2 separate regions of the Sus scrofa genome follow, and region 1 is linked to region 2. Evidence: chromatin contacts called from public HiChIP or PLAC-seq data. All regions are on one chromosome and are shown on one strand. Each heading gives the region's core, a stretch centred on a gene start, on an enhancer-like site or on the middle of the called end of the contact. The rest is flanking DNA. Distances are from core to core; before and after follow the strand shown.

The links. HiChIP or PLAC-seq counts read pairs in DNA pulled down with a chosen protein or histone mark.
Region 1: an H3K27ac HiChIP or PLAC-seq map of skeletal muscle shows a contact between it and region 2, with 4 times the contacts expected there. The contact joins the promoter of TNXB here to the promoter of NRM in region 2. A contact is called at or near these places in 1 of 5 promoter capture datasets (liver) and 1 of 2 datasets of contacts at active chromatin or transcription factors (skeletal muscle).

The regions. Positions count from the first base shown.
Region 1 is chr7:24,151,915-24,158,192 of Sscrofa11.1, forward strand. TNXB (tenascin-X) reads right to left here and starts at 3,901. Exons shown (of 49, transcript NM_001123204.1): 1 at 3,740-3,901. It also overlaps a transcript of ATF6B not described here.
Region 2 is chr7:23,221,336-23,228,110 of Sscrofa11.1, forward strand. NRM (nurim (nuclear envelope membrane protein)) reads right to left here and starts at 4,161. Exons shown (of 4, transcript NM_001123151.1): 1 at 4,029-4,161; 2 at 2,983-3,179; 3 at 2,202-2,378; 4 at 1,605-1,886. The coding sequence starts at 4,161. The coding sequence ends at 1,605. It also overlaps a transcript of PPP1R18 not described here.

The DNA of each region.
Region 1 (6,278 bases), core at 2,651-5,150, 930 kb after region 2:
ATCTGGCTCCTGCTGACCTCTCAGCACTTTTCTCCTGTAACACTTCTCTCCCTCTCTCCACGGCGTCCCACTGGCCTGAGATCCCTCACACGCTTCCCAGCCCCAGACCTTCCTATCTGTCATTCCCCCTATGTGGAATGTTCTGCCTTTTTCTCTTGACTTCCTCATCCTTCAGGTCTCAGCCCCATATCACTTCCTTGGGAAACCTTTCCTGCCCAGGTCAGGTTCTCCCTAGCATATGATATCACAGTATCATGCAACTCTCATTTGTAGTATTTATAACCATTTATAATCATATATTTAGTCGTGGGATTATTTTACTACTTTCTTGCCCACCCACACTCAACCTTGCCTGCTAGACTGGGGGCAGGCATAGCACCTGTTTGTTTCTTGGCTGCTGTATCCTTGCATCTGGCACACTGGTGCTCAATAGATATTTAGGGACTATATAGATATTTAGCCAATTTACATAGTTCAACTTAAGCCTGGGAGTAATATCAAGGTTGGAACCAAGGACAGGACCAAGGTCAGGGCTAGGACCACGGACAGTGTCTGGGACTGAAAGTTGGTTAGAAACAGCAGCTGGGGCAGCTGCCGAGCAGGGAGCAGGCCAGGTGTGGATCCTGGCAGGGCTGCATGGTACAAGCACGTTGGAAAACCATTTGGCACAATCTATTAAACCTACTAGAGCCATAATGCAAACCCTATGACTTGGCAATTCCACTCTGAGAAATATACCTCCCACAGCACTACTGCTCATAACAGCCTCAAACTGGGACCCAGCCAAATGTCTCACACCGGTAGAATAGATTACATGAAGTGTGATTTGTTCACTCAGTGGAATAAAAAATAAAACAATGAGAACAAGCTACAGCAGGGTCTCACTAATATGGGGTGAAGCAAAAGAAGTCAGACACAAAAAAGAACATACTGTAACATTCTATATTATATAAAGTTTGAGTCTAGTGGTTAATCGATGGATAACCACAATATTAGTGGTTAATCGGTAGTGCTGCAAGTCAGAAGAATCACTACTTTGGTCACTACTCTTGGGGGAGTAGTGACCAGAAGGGGCATGGTGGGGGACTTCTGGGGTGCTAAGAACACCCTGCTTCTTAAGCTGGGTGCTGGTTACTCAGTTGCATTTGTTGGTGGAATTCACTGAGGCAAGAAGTGGGAGGCAAAGGTTGGTGAGGAAAGGTAGTGGGGCGCTTGGGGTGAAGTGGGAGGGGCATGGTAACAGAGGAGTGTGGAGGGGGGAGGGGGAGTGATGGAAACGCGGCAGTGCCAATGCTAGATCCTTAACATACTCTAAAATTCTCCTCTGGGTCTGAGAAAAATGAGTTTTCGTGCCCCACCCCCGCCACGATCCCACGAGAGATGAAAGGGGAGCTGGCCAACGGGGACAGAGCCTTGCCATGCCGAGTCGCGAAGCCAGACCGAGAGGCCTGGCAGGCAGAGAGCTGCCCTTCCCGGGGCCCCTCAGCCCTTCTCTCAGTTGGGAGTGAGGTGGGCTCACACCCACCTTCAGATCCTGCTGACCCGTGTCTAAGGCCATGCACACCACCCCGTGCTGGCACACACAGATATACGTACCCATACAGATACACTCGTGTGTGCTCATCCACAAACGCACATGTGAACACACTTCTCGTATATGTGTGCCCTTGTTTATTCAAAGAAGCCTGCATCTTTGCAGGCTCACATATTTGAGTTTGGGCATGGGCGCGCATGTGCACCCGCACACACACACATACACAATCTTCTCTTCATGGTTCTTCCACACCCAGTTGGTGGGTGATGCCTAAAAAAGCTGTGTGAGTCAAAGACCTTAGCTGGGGAACCACACAGGAGGCCCTTCTCCAGTGGGGAACAGAGGATACAGGGTGCCCCACACCCCTGGAGGCCTTTGGGAGCTGTCCAGTACCCCCCTCTCCACAACAGGATCCTGCATCTTTCCCCACATGCTGGGGGGTAATGGGGGTTGTCTCTGTGGCAAGAAGAAAAGCAGGAAAGTGGTAAACTGGTCTGAAAGGAGAGGCATGGCCCCCATAGGCCACACACCCCCGAGCCTCCTTCCCCAGTCCCCTCTCCTGCCCAGTCTCTACTATCCCCACAATCCCAACTCTCAATTCTTGAAGAATTCCACACTTCTGTCAGCACCAGGAAAGCGGAAAACGGAGGTGTCCCCTGTGTTTTCGGCTCATCATCCCCCCTACTGCCGCATCTGGGGTGCTTTCTGCAGTGGGGGGAAGGAGGGGAGATGTGGCCTCATGCACTGGGCATCCTCCCCACAGTTGGAGGGCTGGCAGGGATAGGGGCACCTTCCCAAGCTGTGACTCAGACTGCCGGGTATTCATGCAGTGGCCAATTTTGACACTTTGCTCATCAGGGACTCTAGGTCCCAAGAGGTGGGGGAAGGGGCTGGCTTCCACGAGGGATGTCCCAAAGGTGGGAGGGTTGGGGGCCCACCCCCATGCTCCCCTCTGCCCCTTATGCTACAGGAGAAGTGAAGGTAAAAGAGTTCCAGGACCGTGAGATGAAGGACGGAGGTGACAATGGGTTCCAGATATTGGGGTGTAACCAGGTGACAAGGAGGCACCGGGAGCGAGGGAGTTGGAGAATTGAGATGCCCTGTATTCTGGGAAGCTAATGGACCCGAGAGAGATAAGGAAATTAAAAGGAAGAATTTCCAGACCCCCGGGGAAGGAGTCCGGAGGCAGGGGCAGTGAGGGACAGGAAGGCAGGTTCTGGTCCTGCACGGAGTGACCAGGACTGAGGGGGAAAGGAATTTTGAGGAACCGAGGTGCGGGGTCCCTGGGGATTTGGACGCCGGGTCAGGGAAAGAAGGGAGGGGGCTGAGGCTCTGGGAAGTGGGTGGGGATTGGAAGCGGACGGCCAGCAGCTGTGATGTTTCCGTGTTTCCGAGTTGCTTCCCAGTAGTTCCTCTCAGTTCCACTTCCAGTTGTTTCCAAGCCATTAAATTCTTTCCAGGCGAGATAAGGGTCCCGCCCGTCCCACCCAGGGTGTGTCACGTGGAGGGGGGAGGTTTAGACGGACAGGAGCAGGGAGAGCCTGGAAGGGGGACGAGCAAAGACGGAGCCCCTGTGCCCCTGGAGGCACCTCTCAGTCATCTCGGCCTCGCTGAACCGTGAGTCATGGGTGCGAAGCTTTCTGCCAAGAACAAGTTTTAGGATTCTCTCTACAGGCTCTGTGCCCTTCCCAGACCTGGGAGTCCTGATCCTGCTCTGCTTCAGCATTCCTAAGGGCTCAAGACCCCCAGACCCTCCTCCAGCCTAGAAGCGCATGTGCTGCCACCAGAGAGTCCCCATCTGGACGCGCAAAGAAGCTGGAGTTCTGGCTCAGCCGCTCCAGCCGGAGAACTTGGGGTTCCACCAGCATTTTCCTCCTGAGGTTCAGCTGGCCCCTGGTTTCTCCCAACCCTGGCACCTCCAGAGCCCAGAGTCCCACCTTACCTTACCGACCACCACCTCCACCTTGGTGCCAGCACAGGGTCCTGTCCAAACCCCAGCATCCACTCCTCCACTCCAAGCACCCATCCTCCCAGACGCACCGTCCACAGGGACTCCAGTCCCCAGTGCGTGGTCCTATTCCCTCTGCCCCAACGCAAAAGTCCTTGCTCTGGGAGGCTCTCCTGCCAACCTTCACCTGGGATGTGGGGCTAGAAGTCCCCACATCTCCCTGCCTTTCCCTCCATCTCCCGAGAGCAGTTCCTTACCTGGGTAACCAGCGGCCACAATGCCTCTGCACCTGCTCTGCCCCCGACCTTGGGAAGGGGGCGCTCAGGGCAGGGTGGGTGGGCTTCCCTTGGCAGCCCTGGATGTCCCCTTGCTTGTTCCCTGCAGCAGGGGCTCACTAAGCTGCGACCTGACCGTCGATCTGGGCAGCGACAGGGAGGAGGAGGGAGCCTGTAGCGAGCAGGGGGAGGAGAAGGGGAGGACCAGCATGAGGTCAGGGAGGGGAGCGGAGATAGGGCAGGCCCTCCCAGCCGTCATCACATGCCACCCCTTCTCTCCTCCCTGTCTGGGATCACCGAGTCCCACGACACCCTCATCTCGCCCCCTCCAGCCCTAGTCTGACCTCCCACGACCTCTCCTTATACCATTTTATTCTTCCTCCTCACCCTATTTTTTTGCTCAACTTGATACCCCCCCATCCCTCATGCCATTTCTTTCTCACCCCCACCATTTCCCTACCTGTTACGCCTGCTCTCCGACCCGTTTTCTCCTCTCCACCAACACCCTTCCCCACGGCCAGCCCCCCTCCCGCATCCCCCTCCCAGTTGCCACATTGCTCCAGCTTGGATCTTTGCTGTCTGTCTGCTGCCCAGCACCCACTCCTTCATCTCCACACCTTGTCTCCGGGCAGGGCAGGGGTAAGGGGTGGCAGGAGGAAAGCCCCCTCCCAAGCCTAAATCCCTCTCCAACATGGGCCCCTTTCCAGGACTCCTTGTCCCCTCACCTGTGCCCCTGCCGGCCCCACTGCTTCCACCTGTCCTGTCTCTTCTATCCTCTCGGCCCGCCCCGTTCCCGTGCCGTCTCTCGCTGGCTGTACTGTTCAGTCCACCTTTGGTTCTCAGCTCAGGATCAATGCCCCCTTTTCATTCTCCCACCTCAGCAAATTCCTAGAGAAATGGCAGCTGAGGTTTGTGCACTGCTGGACAAAGGCTTGGCTGAACACTTGGGAAAGAATTTGGGGTTCAGGGGAGGTGGAAGGGAAGCCTCAAAGTTAGGAGGAAGGTTAGGGATGGAGGCAGGGGCAGCTACGGGGTGGGGGCACGCAGGGGGGTGACCTTGTGGACCGTGGAAGGGTGGTGCAGGGGGGTGGGAGCAGAGAGTTAGAGAAGGTCGCTCTGATCTCAGGAGAGACAGGAAGACTGACACCTGAGGACAGGGTGGCAGACACACTGCCATCAGGCTGCTGGGCTCTATCTCTGGCCTCATTGCCCCGTGTGCTCTGCTACCCTGATGAGGGGCTGAAAAGGAGACTTTTGCCAGACGAGAAAAACCTTACCCCTGGGCAGGGGCAGCAAGACACCCCCCGACACACACCCACAAGTTTCACGCCAAGGATAAAGTTCTTGCCACCCAGGCACAATCCTCACCACTGAGGTGTAGACTGGCCAGGTCACAGGTCATGAGTGAATGGGACGTTCAGGAGCCAGCATGTGCCTGATTCTGTCGCTTGGGTTGGGGCACAGGTGTCTGCACCAGGGTCAGATCCCAGTCATGGGTGTGGGGTGTCCCTGGGCCAGGGCAGGTCAGTACTGCATGTGGCTGCGCCATACGCCCCATGACCTCCCGGTGGCCGAGGACAAAGGCTCGCATGGGCTCTCGCGTGGGTGTCCCCGTGTGTGTCCGTGTGTCTGTGAGTATGGCTGTTTTTTTCCTGGCTTTAATGTGGAGGATGAAGTCAGCATCTTGGATGGAGCTGGGCTCGACTTCCTTCCTCTGCTTTGGCGCGAAGCCCCCAGAGCCTGGAATAGGTAACAGCTTCCCTCAGATCTCCAGGCAGGGGTTGGGGGAAGGTCGATGAAAGGGCGGAGGGTCCGAAACAGCATTACACGGAGAGAGCAGACTGCATAGAGAACGGATTTTCTCTGATAGGCCCTGGAGGGAAAGAAGCAAGAGCTGGAAGGATGGCCCTGGGTGTTGTGAAGGCCACTTCTGGGGAGAGCCGGGATGCCCGAGCCAGAGGAGGGAATGCTGGATTCCAGATATTTACAAGCTTACAAGGCGTTTGAAGAAGCCACTGGAGGCTTGACAGACATAATTCCAAGTTCTGAGATAATTCTTATCTAAAATTTGATTTTCACCCTGGCTTTCGGGCTCTTGGAGGAGCTCATGTCCTGCATATGTCTGCATTTTATCAGAAAAGCACCAAGCCTTGCATTGAGCAGATGCCTTGTAAATGCCTGTCAATACAAGGATTGGGAGAGAAGGATGAGGCCAGGGTGTCTGGCAGGGAGCCCCAGCGTGAAGGCAGGGAAGGCCCATGCTCGAAGCTGGGTTGCCTTCCCCGGAGTGTCCTGGGTGATGGGCAGAAAGGCTGGGGTCCCGTGCTCTGGTGGTTTTCTGAATCCTCAGCCCTGGTGTCTGCGGTTCTGCACCCCCACCCTTGAATAAGCCTCCAAGTTCCTGTCCTAACCTTAGGAGGATAAGGCATAAAAGGTACAGCAAAGAAGGAAAGGGGAAGCCGGGGAAGCTGAGGAAGCCGGAGAAGAGTAAGGGCAATTAAGGGCAAGGGCCTGAAGGATA
Region 2 (6,775 bases), core at 2,911-5,410:
GACGGGAGAAGGGACGGGAGAGAGGAGACACCCTCCCCAAGTCTGAAGCCCCTCCGTCAACTCACTCGCCGCGGGGCTCCCGGGGGCGGGGGTGCGGAGGAGCCTGGTGTCCGGAGAGAGGAGGAGAGAGGAAGAGGAGGAGAGAGGGATCGAGGGAGATCCGGAGACAGGCGGGAGGGGAGGAGGGAGGGGGAGGAGGAGGGAAAGAGGGAGCGGAGGAGGAGGAACGGAGACAGAGACCTGGGGGCCGGGCGGGGGGCGGCGACCGCTTTGTCTGAGGACAATGGGGAAGAGCGAAGGGGGCGCGGGGCGGAGCCGGACTAGGGGGCGGAGCCTCGCCCTCTTCGACCCCGCGTGGGATTGGGCTCCCGGACACCTCTTTTCCCGCCGCAAGCCCTGGCCTTTACGCTGTCTGTCCCCAGGGCCTCTCACCCGGCTCCCGCCCGGTAACCCGGGATAACCCAGGTGTCCAGACCCCCCGCCCCCAGCTCGCCGACCCAGGGCGGCGGCCCGTGACTCAGGCCCCTCGAGGGACTTGGGGAGGAAGCAGCAGCTGCTCTGAGCGGGGCCCGCCCTTCCCATCTCCTGCCGCTCCTCCCCACGCTTTTGCTTTCCCCGGCCAGCCTTTGTTAGTGTGGGGGCCGGGGCGGCCGCAGGGCTACGGGGGGCCCGTGGTGGTGGCGGTGGTGGGGCATCGGCAGGAGCTGTGCTCGGAAGCCAAAGGTTTCGGAAGCTCGCTTTCTTACCCGAGCCGCTGTCCCCACTCTTCAGCTTCAACCTGTCTCCTGCCGGGGCCCCCAAATCTGCAGCGAGGAAATTGGGGGATTTGAAGGAGGGGTGGGTCCTTTGGGAGTGGCCGCCGCCCAGCGGTCGCCAGAGGGCGCGGCGGATGCCTTGACTCGGGCTTGGCTCGCCTGTCCTTCCCAGAATCAGCCCTGCAGCTTGAGAGGCACTGGACAGACTGCATGCTACATGTAGAAAAACCAGGCTGGATTTTATTTTCTTGTAGCGCGAGTTCCTCGGGAGAGCAGGGAGCACTTAGTCACCTGAATTAAGAGCGGGAGAATCTGCCCAACTAAGTTCGAGGATAGAGCCCAAGGGCAAGGGCCTATGGAGCTGGAGAGGCCAGGCGGTGGGGCTGGCCTGCAGCTGCAAGGCCTGGAGCCTGGGGTGGGGGGGTGGGGGGCAGCCTCTATTGTCAAACTTGCAGACCTTGGTCCAGCTTCTAGGAGGTGGAGCAAGATGTGGGAAGAGAATCCCTGAGGCGCAGAGGCGAGTAACAGGGCCAGGGGATTGGTCAGGCCAGGCCCTTCTCCTTGTAAGGAGGTTGTAAACGGAGGGTCAAGCCCTAAACTATGAGGAGAAAGATAAAGTTTCCCACTCCCTCTTCCTGGCTGGTGAGAAGTGGACCTTGGCGTCCAGTAGCTGAAACTCAATTTAGGGTCTAGAGCTGGACCCAAGAAGGAGAGGCTTAAGCAGGGGAAGGGACAGGTCCTTCAGTCCTTGGATTTGGGTCTCTGGTCTGAAGCAGACAGGTCCTGGATGAGAAGGGGTTTGGAATTGGAGGGAGAGGAAGTGTAGGGCTTGGAACCAGGGTTAGCTTCTCACTCAGCCTCCCCATCCTGGGGCCGGGAGAGCAGGTGGAGTTTTCTTTGCAGCTGGGCCCGGAGGTAGCGGAGGTCTTGCTGGTCAAGTCCGTGAGCCAGGCCCAGGTAGAGGGTAAGGAGGAGAGCAAGAAGGAGGCGGTCAGTGCCCAGAGTGGGCACCACCCAGAGCACTGTCAGCAGCTCCACGCACACGGGGTGGCGCAGGTGAGAGAAGAGTCTCAGAGCTCGGGGAGACTTCAGGGCCAGGGGCTCACCCAGCCCCAGCACGTGGTAGTACACCTGGGAGAGGGAGAACGGCTTAGAAGTGGACTCAAGCCCTTGTCACAACTTGGCTGCCTCTTTCCTCCCCTTCCAGGCACCCTCCTTCTATAACTCAGGTTCAATCCAAGAACCACCCCTCTGAGACTTGGGCCCCTGAATTTTCCCCAGGTCCAGAAGAGCCATGGTTTCTGGCCTTTGGGGGGAGACTATCTTACAAGAAAGGGAGGCGAGGGAGTCAAAAGCAAGAGGAAGGAGGAGGAGGGACATCCTTGGAAGGGAAAGAGGTGTTCTGGAAAGAATCAGAGGTCTCAGGGAGGGATCTGGGAGCCTCACCTGTTTGAGGCCCATGAGTTCTGCGTAGTCAAAGACGAGAAGGATGCTGAAGATGAGGAGCCAGGAAATGACGTGGAGCACAAAGCAGAGGAGGGGCACCCAGGTGGCCCATGGCTCGGCCTGAGCCTCCCACAATACCGGGCCCCTGGGTACAGGCTCCCAGTACCGCATCACCAGCTGAAGAAGGATGAGGGGGTGGGTATCCGAGCAGCCCACTCCTGAAAGACCTAGACCCAGAGGCTGCCCCCACCCCAGGCTGACCTCCTGCTTTCCCACCTCCACTGTGAAAATTTTCGCCAAGGGGAGGGGGCTGGGTGGGATCCCAAGGATGTAAGGATGACTCCTCTCTACTCTGAGGAGTTACAGAATGGATGTGAGTAACCAGATAGGGTCACAAAGTAGCCTATGCCAAGCACCCACTGGGAAGACAGATGAGTAGCAACTGGGAAGCCTTCTTTGAAACCTAGGGAGGTGGTTGTGAAGAAAGGATGGGACTGAAGAGGAGCGAACAAGGGTATCTCAAGCAGGACAACAGGAACAAAGTTGCAAGGGTGAGAATGCACATATCGTGCTCGGGGAATGACAAGCAGTACATCCTTCTTGATAAAAAGTAGGATTTGTGCTGTGGAGGAATGGAAGCTGAGGTTACAGTCCTGAACACCTTCAGTTCTCCTCCTCAATCCACATTTTATCAGAAAACCTAAGGCCCTTGCCTTGCCAATGGACAGCATCTTTCCCACAGACTGTTTCCCTTGGGGACTTAGTTGCCAGGGCTCCATACCTGCAAGGCCAGGGCAGTGCATGCCACGTACAGTGACCTCTGAAGGACCCCAAAGTACCGGGACATCCATGCTTTCACTGTCTCAGTTGCCATGAGGCTGTGCTGCCCCACAAATAGTAGCAGGAGCCCCAGATCCCAAGCCAGAGGGACCAAGATGCTTTGGTCCTGCAGGGCAGCCAGCCAGCCCTGGCGAGCATCTAGCGGGAGTTGGAAAAACGGACACAAATCAAGAAGATGGTGGGCAACACTCCTGACCCTTATTTCATCTTAGGACCACATCCCTTAATGTTTTCAAGAGCCTAATGCTTCCTCTCTAGGCTTTGCCCACCTCACTTTTCTTTTTTGTTTTGTTTTCTTTTTAGGGCCATACCTGTGGCATACGGAAGTTCCTGGGCTAGGGGTAGCCTTGGAGCTGCACTGCAGACCTACACCATAGCCACGGCAACATCAGATCTGAGCTAGATCTGTAACCCACGCTGCAGCTTACACCACCAGAGCCTTCACCCACTGACTAAGGGATCCAACCCGCACCCTCACGGATACTATGTCAGGTTCCTAATCCACTGAGCCACAAGAGGAACTCCCCACCTCATTTTTCTTCCCTCTTGTTTCCTGTTTTTCTTCCCTGTTTCTTCCCTCTTCCCCAGACCTCCTTCAGAGGAAAAGGATTCGTGTTGGATAGTCATGAAACGCATGGCTGCAGAGGCCACCCACTGTTGGACTGCCCTTCTTGTTTCAGTTCTCCTAATACTCCCTCTTTATAACACTCTTCTCCTTAGTCCTCTTTACGAAGCACTTTCATTGGAATACTCTCTTCATCGCCCTTTCCCTCCCCCTCAGCCTCACTCTCCCGCCTCTCCAAACCGCTAATCCCTGGGTTCCCAATTTAGCCCTTTGGTCTCCACTGCAGCTCCTCGGCGGCTTTCACGGTTCCAGTTCCCTCTCCTGGACTTCCCCTGTCATTTGTCTCCAAACCCCGCCCCCGCTCCCTCGGCTCCGGCTCCACCCCCCTACCCCAGAGCTCGTCCTCGGCCCCTCCCGCTCACCCGGACCACCAGACTCCGGGATCCCTCCAAGAAGTGGCCGAAGGGAGGTAAAGCGCACGAACTCCACTCCGGTGCCAAAGGCCAGGATGAAAGATGCGAGGGCAGCAGGGACGAGGAGCAGTGCAGGGGCCATGGCGAGAAACAGAGGTGGGGAAAGGGGCGGGTTTGGGATTCCCGCGGCTGCAGGCCCCGCCCCGGACCCGCCTCCCGCCGGGGACCTCGCCCAGGAGGGCGGGGCTCCTGCGCGCGGGCGTCCGGGCTTCCGGCAGGCGCGCGCGCGGTTCTCCACCACCAGGCTGCAGGATGGATCCCCGGGAGCCTGCGATCTCCGCGTCACAGAAGGGAATGTTAGAATCCCAAGTGAGAGGTGAAAAGGGCAAGGGCTGTGCAGTCACTCACGTGGCTTGATTCCACAGCTCGGCTAGTTTTCGCATCTAAAATGAAGTCAATTCCTCTTTTGAAGGATTCTTGCAGAAACAGAGCATTATGAACCCCCTTTCCTTCAATAGCTTTGATAGAAAATAGCCAGAGTGAGAGGTCACAAAGCCTCAGTTAACACTTTAATAATGAAAGGTGAGAGAACAGAAGACTGTTGACCCAGGCTGAGAACCCACAGCTCTGAATCACCTATTATATCTTGCTGGATGAAAGAGTTACTATTTTACCACAAATTAATGCTTATTCTATAACTTACTGTTGAGTTGTTCCTCTCTGTTTGCTAAAGGCAGAGAAGTTGTCTGTACCACTGAAAGATTTGTTCTAATAATGCCAAAGGCTATTGCTTTGTAACTATGAGAGTAACAATGTTAAAGTATTTGATAGAAAATTTTATTACAGTTGTAAACCTTGTAGGTTAATTTCATCCAAGCTGTGATAATTAACTACCTATGACTTTAGCCTTCAACCTCATTAATTTGACTCCACAAGTCAGAAACCTCAAAGATATTTTGTTAAGTTTTTCCTATACTCCTGTTTGTAATTCCTACAGACTACCATTTACATCGAAAAATCAAACTCCAGGAGTTCCCGTCATGGCTCAGTGGTTAACAAATACGACTAGGAACCATGGGGTTGCAGGTTCGATCCCTGGCCTTGCTCAGTGGGTTAAGAATCCGGCGTTGCCGTGAGCTGTGGTGTAGGTCAAAGACATGGCTCGGATCCCATGTTGCCGTGGCTTTGGTGTAGGCCGGCAACTACAGCTCTGATTAGACCCCTAGCCTGGGAACTTCCATATGCCGTGGGAGCAGCCTTAGAAAAGACAAAAAATAAAATAAAATAAAAAATAAAAATCAAACTCCAGGGAGTTCCCATGGTGGCTCAGTGGGTTATGAACCCGACTAGTATCAATGAGGATGTGGGTTTGACCCCTGGCCTTGCTCAGTGAGTTAAGGATCTGGCGTTGCTGCGAGCTCTGGTGTAGGCCAGCAGCTGTAGCTCCGATTAGACCCCTAGCCTGGGAACCTCCATATGCCATGGGTGTGGCCCTAAAAAGACAAAAAAAAAAAAAAAAAAGCTGCTAGTCCTGTGGGCTCAGGGATGATGAAATTGCTGGAGAGCATCCCACAGACTAACTTCATTCTCCTCCCTCCCACTCTCCTCTGAATCAACGCTACTGTATACTGTACCAGATACCCTGTTTTCCCTTCTGATTCACTCTCTCCATCCTGCTGCCTCAGGAAGTTGTCCTGAATTGACTACATCAATGAAAATCAAAGCATTTGAGGGAAACCTCTCTGTGTAACTGTTCCCTCCTCTCCAATTTTTTGGGTTTAAAGGTGGTCACAACAGAGCTGTGGATACTGGGGTATTTCATTATTCTTTGTGATTTCTCTTTAATTTTCACTTCATTAAATAAACTCTCCAAATTATCCTAATTTGTGCCATCGTTTCCTGTTACGATCCTGAAACTTTTATACACAATGTACAAGCCGTAGGATTCATGGGAAGCATTAGAAAAGATCTTTATTCTCTAGAAATTTAAATGCGAGCAGTCCCATTAGACAGCAGGTGCTGTAAGGCACCCAGTGGACCTCAAGGACAGTTTTGCACAGTACAAGGCTTTGAGCAAATACAAGGGGACTAATATTTGTTTGGGTCCTACAGCGTGGCACACCCACAATGGCTGTACTTAATAAATATTGTGAGATTAGGAACTGGGACTTCCCTGGTGGCACAGCAGGTTAAGGATCTGGCGTGGCTGCTGTGGCTCCGGTTGCCCCAGAACTTCCAAGTGCCATGGGCGTGATGGAGGAGCCAGCACAGTGTTTGACAAAGCTCACGCTATTTCTACTACAATGAAAATTTCCGAACTTAAATATAACTTACCTGCAGTAAAGTGCACAAAACTAATCAGCATTTTTAAAAAAACTGAAATACACATACACCATGATATAACCATTTTATTTTATTTATTTATTTTTTTTATTTTATTTTTTTGTCTTTTTGCTATTTCTTTGGGCCGCTCCCACGGCATATGGAGGTTCCCGGCTAGGGGTCGAATCGGAGCTGTAGCCACTGGCCTACGCCAGAGCCACAGCAACGTGGGATCCGAGCCGCGTCTGCAACCTACACCACAGCTCACGGCAACGCCGGATCGTTAACCCACTGAGCAAGGGCAGGGACCGAACCCGCAACCTCATGGTTCCTAGTCGGATTCGTTAACCACTGCGCCACGACGGGAACTCCGATATAACCATTTTAAAGATAACAGTCCAGGAGTTCCTGTTGTGGCACAGTGGAAATGAATC